Regions from separate parts of the Danio rerio genome. Here region 1 is linked to region 2. A link is a contact called in public Micro-C data. All regions are on one chromosome and are shown on one strand. The core of a region is the stretch at or near the end of the contact, and the rest is flanking DNA. Distances in the headings are between cores, read along the strand shown.

What was found. A called contact is a pair of places that touch in the nucleus more often than the background predicts.
Region 1: a contact with region 2 is called in a Micro-C map of caudal fin, with 19 times the contacts expected there. The contact joins the promoter of pappab here to the enhancer-like site in region 2. A contact is called at or near these places in 2 of 18 Hi-C or Micro-C datasets (caudal fin and an unstated tissue) and 2 of 4 datasets of contacts at active chromatin or transcription factors (caudal fin and embryo).

The regions. Positions count from the first base shown.
Region 1 is chr5:70,036,814-70,043,008 of GRCz12tu, reverse strand. pappab (pregnancy-associated plasma protein A, pappalysin 1b) reads left to right here and starts at 3,812. Exons shown (of 22, transcript NM_001278808.1): 1 at 3,812-4,342. The coding sequence starts at 3,961.
Region 2 is chr5:69,805,101-69,811,884 of GRCz12tu, reverse strand. It overlaps LOC141385661 (a long non-coding RNA gene), which reads right to left and starts at 6,266. Exons shown (of 4, transcript XR_012406476.1): 1 at 4,830-6,266; 2 at 4,552-4,716; 3 at 3,741-4,344; 4 at 2,007-3,684. Within about 2 kb of position 1,379, at least 11 of the 62 cell types and tissues checked have an H3K27ac peak or open chromatin away from gene starts, as enhancers often do.

The DNA.
Region 1 (6,195 bases), core at 2,563-5,062, 230 kb before region 2:
TTATTTCATTTCGAGGTGAACTATTCACCTCAGGACAAGGATAAATGTGGATAAACAAACAAAACATATCACAGAATAAATATCTAAAACAAAAAATATCTTACAAAATGCACATACTTGTGAAACATCACATCTGAAAATTTACTGTAGAACTATTTTCGGTTCCTCAGTTGTCTCAACATTGTTTTAATCCACCATTATAAGTAATCTCAACTAAAGAAACTACATGCAATCGGTTTCCACATTTTCTTCAATTAAACTGAACATAATATTTGTAGTTCAACTAACAAGTAATGACATTATACAGGTCTTAAATGTACACATTTTATTTTACAAAAAGTGCACCAAGAGTATCACAATACACTTGTGATATTTTAGCATCACAATGCAGCTGTACACAAAACAGTTTTGTAAAAGCCTGTTCTGGCATCAGTGGTTCCTCGAAGAAACTTTAAACTTCATGAAATTTTTTTCCATTTAATAAAGAGAAAGAAATTATTTGATGTTGTTAAAAAAGGTTCTTATGGGGAACCGTAAATAGTTCTACGGTTAATTTTTTGTTTTATTTATTCTGTGATATGTTTTGTTCATTTATCCACATTTATCCTTATCTTTAAATGAATAGTTCACCCCAAAATGAAATAAATGGCTGATAAAGGGATAGTTCACCTAAAACAGAAAATTCTGTCATTTACTCACCCTTTATCTTTTCCAAATGTGTTTGACTTCCCCCTTTTAAAAACTGTCGAAGATATTTTGAAGAAAGCTAAAAATCTGTAACCATTGACTTCTATAGTATTTGTTTTTCCTGTGGAAGTGAATGGTTACAGGTTTTTCTTCGAATTATCTTCTTTTGTGCTCAACAAAAAAAGAAATTCATAAAGATTTGGAACCACTTGAAGGAGAGTGAATAATGAGTAAATGTAATGTTTTTAGGTGAACTTTTAAGCTGTGCAGTCATTTAAGGGATCGCTCTTATACAACTACTTTATAAGCATCAGTTATTCCTTAACGAAACTTTAAACTTCATTAGTTTCAGGAGTGATGTTTCACAAATATGTGCTTTTATAAGATATTTTGTGTTTAAGATATTTATTCTGTTAGATATTTTGTTCATTTATCATTTATATTTTAAGCTGTGCAATCATTTAAGGGATCGCTCCTAAAAATAGAGCTTCTTTACTGGCATCAGTGGTTCCTTGAAGAAACGATAAACTTCATGAAACTTTCCTTTTAAAGAGAAAGGAATTATTTGATGTTGTTAAATAAAGGTTCTTAAGGAAAACTGAAAATAGTTCTAGGATTTATTTTCAGGAGTAATGTTTCACAAATATGTGTTTTTTGTATGATTCATTTATGCTTTTTTTGTTTTGAATATTTATTCTGTTATATCTCTTGTTCATTTATTCACATTTATCCTTGTTCTTAAAGAAATAGTTCACCGTGAAATTAAAAAAACGGCTGATAAAGGGATAGTTCACCTAAAACTGAAAAATCTGTCATTTACTCACTCTTTATCTTTTCCAAACTTCTTTGACTTTCTTTCTCCTTTTGAACACAGTGGACCATATTTTGAAGAAAGCTGAAAATCTGTAACCATTGATTTCCATAGTATTTGTTTTTCCTACTATGGAAGTGAATGGTTACAGGTTTTCAGCTTTCTTCAAAATATCTTCTTTGTGTTCAACAGGAATTCATAAATGTTTGGAACCACTTTTAGCTGAACTCTCCCTTTATTAAACTTTTTCAATTCAGTTGAACTTTAAATAGTTTTTTAGCTGCAACTACTGGCGATTTGAGAGTCAAAAAACACACCGACAAAATAAAATTAATTATAGTTAGGCTGCTGATGATATATTGAGGTCTTGTGAAGCACATTATTCAACTTAGGAATGTCTGCCAAGGCTAAGTAAATTAAATAATGTACAGGCAGGAGCTATTTAAAAAATTTTTTGGCTATATGCTTTTTTTTACTCCAACAACGATTGATTTGATCATCTAGTAAAGGGGTGCCCAAACTTTTTTATAAAGGGCCAAAAATCAAACTTAATTGAGGGCTGTGAGCTGAAGTTGAATTATCAAACTGTATTACATTAAATTTGCCATTTGTAATTTCCTAATTTATTTGCTAACATTTAAAAATGACTAGAAAATGTTGCTTTAAAACATTAATTAATGATGCAGTATAATTTTTGACATTTTCTTACGAACTTATTATAATAAAACATAAACAATCCCCTTTATAACACAATAGAGATCAATGGTGAATACACTAGTCGAGCTGCTCCTGCCATTGCCTTGATTTGCTCGCCGATGTCTTGTGCATCTGTCTAGTGAAAGTATTTTCATTTTAAAAGTCTGATTCATTTAAAGAATTTAATTTTAGTTGGCTTTTTGTAGCTCCTTAATTAAACAAATAAACAAAAGGCTACGTGGAAATGACAATCTCTTTCAAAGGCATTCGCCCCAACCAACTTCCTATCATTCAAGGATAATATGACAGGCCAAACCAAAGGTTACCATGGGCCAACTTTGGCCCGCAGGCCCTACCTTAGGCACCCCTGATCTAGAACCATGGTTTTAGCCAAAAAAAAAAAAATTTCATTCTACACTAGAAAACGTTCACTTATCTGTGATGATTGTGAGTACATTTGCTAAAATGCTTTGTTATGGGATGATTGTGCTTTTAGGTATGCAACAAGGAAGCAATTAAAATAGAAATCAATCAGTGTTAATCCTGAAAGGATGATGTCGTTTATGAAGTTGTTTAGATACATATTTAATTATGGAATTGGAGATCATAAACCAAACACACAGTAAAAATATTGGATTTCGACGCATCGAAAAGTCATGCTCATAAAGAAAAAAAAAGTCTGTTCTTCTTGTTTTCTTTCCCCCTTTTTAATTTTGGATTGATGTTAGCGTTTGCCTTTTTTATTGTTAAAGTCATGATTCCTTCATTTTTATGATTCCCACAAAAAAGCATCTTTTTCTTGAGATCTAGCTCATTGCTCATTGAGATCATACTGTACTCGTCCATCAGCAGCTTGTGTTTGTTTGGCTTTCTGTCAGTCTGCTTCTCCAGCCAGCGCTGCTCACATTAATGGCTCGTTGAAGACAAAGGAAAGAACAATAAAAATATTTAACGTGCCTGACCATATTTTGTTTTTGTTTCTTGTTTTTCTTGTGGGTTTTATGGAGAGTTCATTACGCAGCCGCTAGAGGGTTCTCAACGCAGCGGTGCGCAAAATCAAAACACCGTCCCGGTTCAGATACGCACTGAGAAACAAAACAGCGAGCAGGTTTACTGTACCTGCGGCTCCTGACAGAAATCCACCCGCCTGCTCGCTCTCTATATGCCAAACAAAAACAGTGTGACGTAACGACGAGTTACCTGAAACAAGTAGCGTCATAATGTGTTTTCATTGCACTCGGACTGTTCGGTTAGAGACCGGGAATATCATGAGGCGCTTCAACTTTAATGTAGGCGAATAAAAAAAAGAAAGCACGCCGGGCTCACATACCCGCGCAGAGTTGTGCCTGTGACATGTATGTTTGAGAAACAAGTTTATCCGAAATGCGCATGAAGACGAAAAAGTGAAAGGGAAATGATTTTGACCTCTCCACACTGATTGATTACTCAGTCATCCCTGCAGTTTAATGGGATCCATTCAATTGGGAAGGTGGAGCACTTGGATGAATTAACATATTCCTTTCCCCCCTCAATCTGTGTTGAAGTGTCTTTGAAAGGGGCAAGGAAAGGGGGTCGTGGCTTAACATTATAAAGGAAAAAATAAGACAGCATTGCCGTCTTGGTTGGTGTTGAATACGCGTCTTGACAGGCTTTTGTAAAAGCAAAAGACCGGGAAAGATCTCCAAAGACGAGCGCTATTTAGTATTTTGCAATCCTCAAATCCCCCTCATCCATTGACCAAAAAAATCTCTTCTCTCCACTTGAAAATGAAACTTTTGCCCATTTGCACTTGGCTCTTATGCCTTTTGCTTTTTCTCGTGTGCTTGGGATCAGAGTGTGGGACTCCACGGCGAATTGTAAGGTCTAAAAGAGACTTGGTACGCATCAGGGAAGCCAGAAGTACCTTCCCAGGAGCCTGTGCCACACGCCTGCCTCGGGGCAAACGCTCACTTCCCGGGATAGATCGGCGCTCCCCTCAGCTGTCACAGGCGGGGGAAAGCAGCCCAGGTCGGCGGAGGGCTGTTTACTTTACCGGTCGAGGAGACCAACTGCGTCTGAAACCCAATGCAGAGGTGCCAAGGGCTAATTTCACCCTGGAAATGTGGATAAAACCCGAGGGTGGGCAACGCTCTCCAGCTGTTATCGGAGGTTTGGTTTGCTTAATTATGACTTGCATTATTATGTTCACCGCAGAAATATTTTCTCTTTTTTAATAGTGTTTAACTGCAGCATGTTTCATAAATCACCTCCAGTGTGCATAAACACTTGCCACTAACACTTCTTTATAACACTTTCACTATTTATGAGATCATTCTTGCACACTTCACTGCTGTAATAGATAAAGAGATGCGTCTTTGCTCATGTTGTTTACTTGCAAAACAAAAATCTCGTGGGTTTTGCATGCGGCTGGCAGGTTATTTCCACGCAACTTTGGGTAGTTTTAACATCACCCGCCTTTTTAGTTAAAAATGCTTGCACGGTTCGTTGTATTTTGGAGTAAAACAACTGGACTCGCTGATTATGGGGTTTTATGTTAAAGTCTGGCATTTAAGGAATTAAATTAAGTATTTTATTATTATTATTTAATTATTTCATGTTAAAAAGTGCTGCGAGAGGAATCACGATCGTCTGTGGGTTTGTCTCTGTGATGCTGTACGATTAAGTGTCTGTGTCAGAAATCGCTTAAACAAATACGTCATCTCTTTGATGCACAGGCTACTGTGCTCGTTACGCACACTGCTCTGCACTACATAGGCTACTATACACCATATACAGCAAACCACAGCGGGTGCTTGCTTATCTTTAGTCAAACACGCAGGCATGTTTATAATTACACATATATTTAACTTTGTATTTGACACTCGAATCGCTTACAGTTTACAATCGAATAACAAAATCTGTTCATCTGTTTTTTTTTTTTTTTCTTGAAAAATCTCTACTTACGCACATTACGCATTATTCTTATGGGGATGGAGTAGCATAGGTGGGCGTGTTAGTTGCTCGGTTGTTTTTTTTTTCTTTCTTTCTTCAAACAAATCTGTGTGATTTTCTTTTCCCCTCATCCCTTCTTCAGCCAACAGAGAGCGTAATACCCGCGGAGTCGGTTTATGAAGCCCGCGTGCACCCCGTGAACCCCGTAGAGCACGCAGTTCCGTGGGAACGTAGGCAACTGTAATGATATACAAATCGATTCATTTTTATTATCTCTCTAAAATGCTAAAACGTCGAACACACATGTGAATGTATAGTGATAGACTTGTTTGTGTAATTCCCAAATGCTCTTTTAGATTCTGTAATACGATTTTGATAGACATCAAGGCTATGCTTGACACATTGGAAAAAATGCTGTCTGCAAATTTTTTTCAAACAATTTATATGTGTTGAATTTTAACAAAATGAAATTTAGTAATGTTTAACTTACTTGTTTAAGTTCAGCCCAAATAAATTGTTTACAACCACTTACAGTTGAAATCAGAATTATTAGGCTCCCCCTTTTGAATATATATATATTTTTTTAAATATTTCCCAAATAATGTTTAACAGAGCAAGGACATTTTCACAGTATGTCTGATAATATTTTGTCTTCTGGAAAAAAAGTCTTATTTGTTTTATTTTGGCTTGAACAAAATCAGTTATAAATATTTTAAAAACCATTTTAAGGTCAAAATTATGAGCCCCTTATACATTTTTTTATAGAACAAACCATCATTATAACTTACTAATTACTCTAACATACCTAGTTAAGCCTTTAAATTTCACTTTAAGCTGTATAGAAGTGTGTTGAAAAATATCTAGTAAAATATTATTTACTGTCATCATGGCAAAGATAAAATAAATCAGTTATTAGAGATGAGTTATTAAAACTATTATGTTTAGAAATGTGTTGACAAAAATCTTCTCTTCGTTAAACAGAAATTGGGGGAAAAATAAACATTGGGGGCTAACATTTCAGGGGGGTGGGGGTGGGCTAATAATTCTGACTCCAATTGCAACTTAAAGAA
Region 2 (6,784 bases), core at 130-2,629:
TGTTTTCTCTTGAGATATAAACAGGGACATGTATTCATTCATTTTCTTTCGGTTTGGTTCCTTATTTTTCAGGGGTCCCCACAGAGGAATGAACTGCCAATTGTTCCGGCATATGTTTTATGCAGCGGATGCCCTTACAGCCACAAACCATACTGGGAAACACACTGATATTCACAAACACACACTCATCCACTATGGCCAATTTAGTTCCTCCAATTCACCTATATTGCAGGTCTTTGGGGAAAACCGAAGCAACTCCACACAGAAATGGCAACTGGCCCAGCCGGGACTGGAACCAGTGACTGTGTTGTTTTGACTTTAAAAGTTAATTCATCACCAAGGGCCGCTGTTTCTGCTAAACATCTTCTTTAAAGTTTTACTGTAGAAAAAAAGTCACCTATATTACATAGAGTTGAGTAAATACCTTTTATTATTATTATCATTATTTTGGGAATGAACTATCCCTTTAAATATAGGTTGTGTCTCTTTCTTTTTTCAATAATTACACTTTCTTTCCCACATTTTACCTTGATAACACATTTTTACACTAACTTAATTGTTCCATAACTGCTAATTTAATGTTAACATTCTGATTATATTATGTTGTGATTCCACCAATCGCTGGTGTAAATTTTCATTAGTTATGCTATTTTTAATTATGCAGCTTAACAAAATAACTATTTTTTTATTGGTGTCTGGAACCTATATTGCATATAGTTGAGATTTGTTTACACTGACACTCAGATGCTAAATCTGGTGCAAATCTGGTGAAAAGAAGAAAAAAGTGCAGTTTGGCAACGAAAAAAGAAATGAAAAGAAAAGAAAAGAAAAACACTTTTCCAGTTAGATATAAATGCAGGTATGGGGGATGTCTAGATTACGAGCCAAGGAATCTGTGCCTATAAAAAACATTTGGTCCAAATTTCATGTTTCTCTCCGTCACAGCTTGTTGTTTACATAGCGTTAAATAACAAAATAAAAAATATATAATATAAATATAAATAAACCCGACAAAAACAAAACACTGCGCTTGTACCTCTAAACACATGCAGGAGTTTGTACATTTCTTCATCCCTCATTTACAGTGAATACAAACACCTCGACGTCCAAAAACCTCAGACTGATAGTTTTCGCGCTGAAAAATCTGTTTGTTGTCATAATTTTTCGGGGGGCGTTTGGCTTTCTGCGTCATTACAGGTGTACTAGAGCTCTTTTCGGAGAAACTCGAGGTTGTATTGATGTTTGCGAATAAGCCAGGAGCTGATGAAGGGCGACCGCTGTCCTCACATTCCCTCCACACTCTCCAGAAACACATCCCCATGATTTCCCGAACATCCCTCTATCTGTCCACATGCAGACTGTTTGCTCAGACGCTCCCAAACACAGCTCCAAAGCAGCCCAGCAGTGGGGTTGCAGCGCCATCTACGGGTGACAACCGTGCATAGACGTATACTGTAAAGAATTTCAACTGAAGCATTTTGAAAATCTCAAATATGTGACGTCAACTATTTAATACCACCGTGCTCAATGTTAATTTATTCCTAGCTAAATTACATATGCTGTAAATTCTCTCAACGGACACCTTGTTTTATTGTTTTTGAAAAGGATATTCAACAGTACAACAGCACAACTATTGCTTTTTTTTCATTTTCTTAACACATGATTTTATATTATTATTTTTTCGTTATTTTTTTCTCTTGTATGTGCTTATTCGATGCTTTACTTCTCTGTAAAATGTGACACTCTTTGTAACAAATGTGTATGATGTGGTTAAAAATATATATTTTTAAAAAAGCACAAAAATGCATTAATTCATTCATTTAAAAGATTGCAGGTTTTCTTAATTGACTAAATTGTCAAGTTTAAAAACGTGAACAAATAGGAAATTTTGACAATGTAACCCAATAGTTTTTATGTTATTAATCGCATGCTTAATTAATTAATTAATTAATAATAATAATAATAATAACAATGATAATAATAGTAATAATAATAATAATAATAATATACAGTTAAAGTCAGAATTATTAGCACCCTATGAATTATATTCCCTTGTTTATTTTTCCCCCCAACTTCTGTTTAATGGAGAGATTTTTTCAACACATTTCTAAACATAATAGTTTGTTCTGTAGACTATCGAAAAAAAATTAGCTTAAATGGGCTAATAATTTTGTCCTTAAAATGGTGTATAAAAAATTAATAACTGTTTTTATTCTAGCGGAAATAAAACAAATAAGACTTTCTCCAGAAGAAAAAATATTATCAGACATACTGTGAAAATGTCCTTGCTCTGTCAAACAGCATTGCACGGATAATGATGTTTCACAATGTTTTGCTCTGTTCTACTTGCAGCAGAATACCGAAATATTTGAATTGATAATATTTTTATAGTATTTGCATTTTGCACATAGCATGTTAGGATCGCTGTGGGCAAGGGGAATATGTTTTTATTCACTTTATTTTAACGTTTACAAACTTAAAAAGTGTTTGTTTTTTTATCTGAATGTTTTGCATTTTACACTAAATTATTTTAATCTAACAAGTTTAGTTTACAATGTTTGCAATGTTTACATTGTTCTACTTACATTAAATGTACATCCTAAATATCAGAAATGACAATAGATCATTAAGATTTTGTTAATGTCAATTTAAATGTTACAGACCTAATGAACTTACTTGACAGATTTAATTTAATCACTTTCCTCCAGCTTGGTCCCTGATTTATCAGGGGTCACCACCGCAGAATGAACTGCCACTTACTTGACAGATTTATGTATTTTTAATTTTAGGTGGTTTGTGCATTTGTCTTATGTTTGGTAAAATAATTTCTAATTGCATCTTCAGTGATTTTCAATTAAACTGTCTTGTCCTAATACGTGGATTAAGAGGTTTTTGCAAAAAACAAAACACACACACATGGATTTAGCTGGTTTTGATGCAAAAGAAAATCTACCTAGTTAAAAAACAAAGAATTCTCTATAGTGACATTTATAAAAAAGCATTTATAACATTTATAAAAGCTACTATATTTACCAGCTAATAACCTTGTCATTACATATAAAATGAAACAACTGAACCTAAGCAGAGGAGCCTGGTAGAAAATGCTGATTTACAAGAAAAGAGGTCTGATAGATTTAGAGGGTTTTGCATCTGAACTCTTCATATATCATTTTTAATTGAACAACTTTTTAGGTGTGGATTTTTATTCACTTTGTTAAATGTGTTTTTCCTTCTTAAGTTTAATTTTAGTAACAGGCAGAATTTAAACTTAGGCAATATAGAAGAAAATATCTATTAGTACATTTTATTTTTATTTTATAGGAATTTTCTAGTTTACTTTTTGAAAAAGGTTTATACATTATATTTGCTTATTTAATTATTTAATTGCATTAGAATTATTATTTAATAAAAATGCACCACTAATTGTTGCTGACAATCACTATTTGGACTGTGTATCCGTGCATTTTATACCATTCATTCATTCATTCATTCATTTTCTTAGTCCATTTATTAATCTGGGGTTACTACAGCAGAATGAACCGCCAACTTACCCAACATGTTTTACGCAGCGGATGCCCTTTAAGCTACAACCCATCTCTGGGAAACATCCATACACACTCATTCACACACATACACTATGGACAATTTAGCCTACCCAATTAACCTATACCACAAGTTTTTGGACTGTGGGGGAACCAGAGCACCCCAGGGAAACCCACACAAACATAAGGAGAACATGCAAACTCCACACAAAAATGCCAACTGACCCACCCGGGGCTCGAACCAGCAACCTTCTTGCTGTGAGGCTGTGTGCTACCCACTGCACCACCATGACGCCCCCATTTTTTTTTTTTACACAAAATTTGTTTAAATTAATGTAATGTTACGTAATATATGTAATGTGTGTGTGTGTGTGTTTTCTTTTTTAAAGAACATATTTTAAAACATTTTAGGATTATTTTTAATTTAACATCTGTTTAGCTGTACATTTGAGGTATATTTTATGTTTATTATATCATTTTCATTTGTATATTTTATGCAAATTTAAGTTTTTATTTTTTATTTAAATTCATTCACTCATCTTCCTTCGGCTTAGTCCGTTTATTCATCAGGGGTCACCACAGCACAATGAACCGACAACTCTTCCAGCATATGTTTTACACAGCAGATAACCTTCCAGCTGCAACCCAGTACAGGAAAACACCCATAAATTCTAACATGCACACACACACACACACACACACAGAGCGGCCAATTTTGTTTATTCAATTCACCTATACCACATGTTGTTGGACTGTGGGGAAAACGGAGCACCCGGACGAAACCCAAGCAACACGGTGAGAACTTGCAAACTCCGAGAGGGGTCTGGATGCAGACGTGGTGCAGTGCAATCTGGGCTGCACCAATGCTTTTTAATGGGCTCACCTAAATCCACCCCTAACCCTACCCGTCAAAGTGACGTCACTAGCTCCATTTGAGTGCATTGTGTCTGACATTGCATCGCTGAGTGATGCAGTCTCAGCTTGCATCATAAAGGCTGCATGCAGATACTATTGCAAACTCCACACAGAAATGATAACTGGCCTAGCTGGGACTCAACCTAGCGACTTTCTTGCTGTGAGGTGACAGTGCTAACCACTGAGCCCCTTCAGTAATATTTAGAAAATTTTACGATTATTCAAATCGAGTTTTATTTTTAAATATCTAACTGTTGAGCTTTTTAAAAACAATTAACATATATTAGGTATACTTTGTATGTATGTATGTGTATATATATATATAAATATATATATTAGGTATATTTTTTATTTATAAAAATGTTTTCATACCATTCTAAAAGCTAAAATGGTTAATTTGGTTATTTTTAGTTATGCATTTTATTTAAAAGTACATATTTCAGTAAGCCCAGCCCATTTACATCCCTGAAGCATGCTTTTCCACAGTGTTCAGCATCTGGATGATGTGCGTCATCATGTGACCCTCTGAGCTCTTCCTTCACCTGCAGCTCATTAACGAGCCTCTGACTCACTTGTGTTCACTCAACATCACTGCACACAGTCTGGAGGACAGCAGCTCTCCTACTGACTGCCTTATTCATTAGGATCTACAATATACACATCTTAACATTCTTTTTCAATAATGTCGGGGAGTTCTACATTCCTAAAAATTGCTAAATAACCCATTACCCTAAAACAGTGGTTCTTAAAGTGGGGGTCGCGGGACATTGACAAGGGGTCGCTTGGTGATTTCCAAAACTCAAATAAATGTTATTAAACTATTTGAATTACCATAGTTTATTCATAACCCACAGAGGATAGTTAATAGTTGCGTTTAAAGAAACAAAAACATACAAATAAAAATCAGCCATCAGCCTTTAATTTTCATTCATTCATTCATTCATTCATTTTCTTGTCGGCTTAGTCCCTTTATTAATCCGGAATCGCCACCGCGGAATGAACCACCAACTTATCCAGCAAGTTTTTACGCATTTTCCAATGTAATATATATTTACAAGTTCACAAATATCTTTAAAGCCATTTTACAACAACATTTACATTCTACCTCGACGGTGTCAAAGTTTATAAATGGACATTTACCTAATAGGACAATTAGTATATATATTATTTTCAATATTCAATTACTTTTTTTTATATATAAACTTAAAAAATCTTAACCTTATGAATGTTAAAAATTTTAAAGTGTTGATGGTTATTTACATTATTATATAATCAGTGCCATAAAATGATCTCAAAATGACAATAATATTGCTTATCGCAACAATTTCTGAGACAAAAATTCAATATTGTGGCAGGCCTATCTGCAGGCTACATACAGGAGTAACCTAGCCTATATACAGTCCTAAACAGTGCTAATGTTGTTAGTCATACTTAATTAAATGTGAATTCAGACCGAATATTCAAAGCACCATAGTAAACAATATAGGCAGCATAAACGTTACCTCAATAACACTCTTACAGTAATAGTATACGCTTTACCTGGTAAACATGTTTGTGGCGTTAACACTGGTGCGGTGTGTCTTTAAAAACACAGGGAATATTTTGTTCTTGTGCTGACACAGCTGCGTGTATCGCGGGAGACGGACAAAAATCAAACGCTTTCATTATACATTAGGCGGAACACGGTTTTCACTTTCCTCTAATTACGTTGCTGTTTTCTTACACGTGGATAATTTCCTTTAATTTGTTTTCGTAAAGCATTAGTTGGAGTTAAAAGCAGTGTGGAGTCTCTACACCTCAGAGAGCAGTGTGAGGAGGAGGTCAAAGCCCGCCGAAAGTGAGAGGAAGCACTGTGTGTTTCCACCGCAAACATTTACCCCAGTCTCAGCTTTCAAACATGGATGGATACACACAGTCGTCGGTCAATATAGAAGTACATCGAATTAGAGCACCTTTTGATGTTTAATTATTTGTGACATTCATTCAGAGGGCACTGGAAATTCTCCTCATGTTGTACTATATTGACACAATTAGACAGTTTTTGTAGATTTGTCAACTGCACATTGGTGTTTGTCAGCCACAGACTGAAAGGTTAATGTGAGTTTTTTTTTATTTCCTAAGGTTTCTTTTACAGCACCATGTTTTAATGTAGTTAAATATAATCACTTAAAATAGACTTACACATTCATTTAGTTGTTAAGCGAGATGGAAAGCCATTTTAAACTAAACACCGTCATGAGCAAGTGCAAAAACTCCATTGAAAATACTGTGGTAAAATAAATTCATAAAATCAGTGCTTCTTGTGAGGTCTGAGACCCACCTTTTTA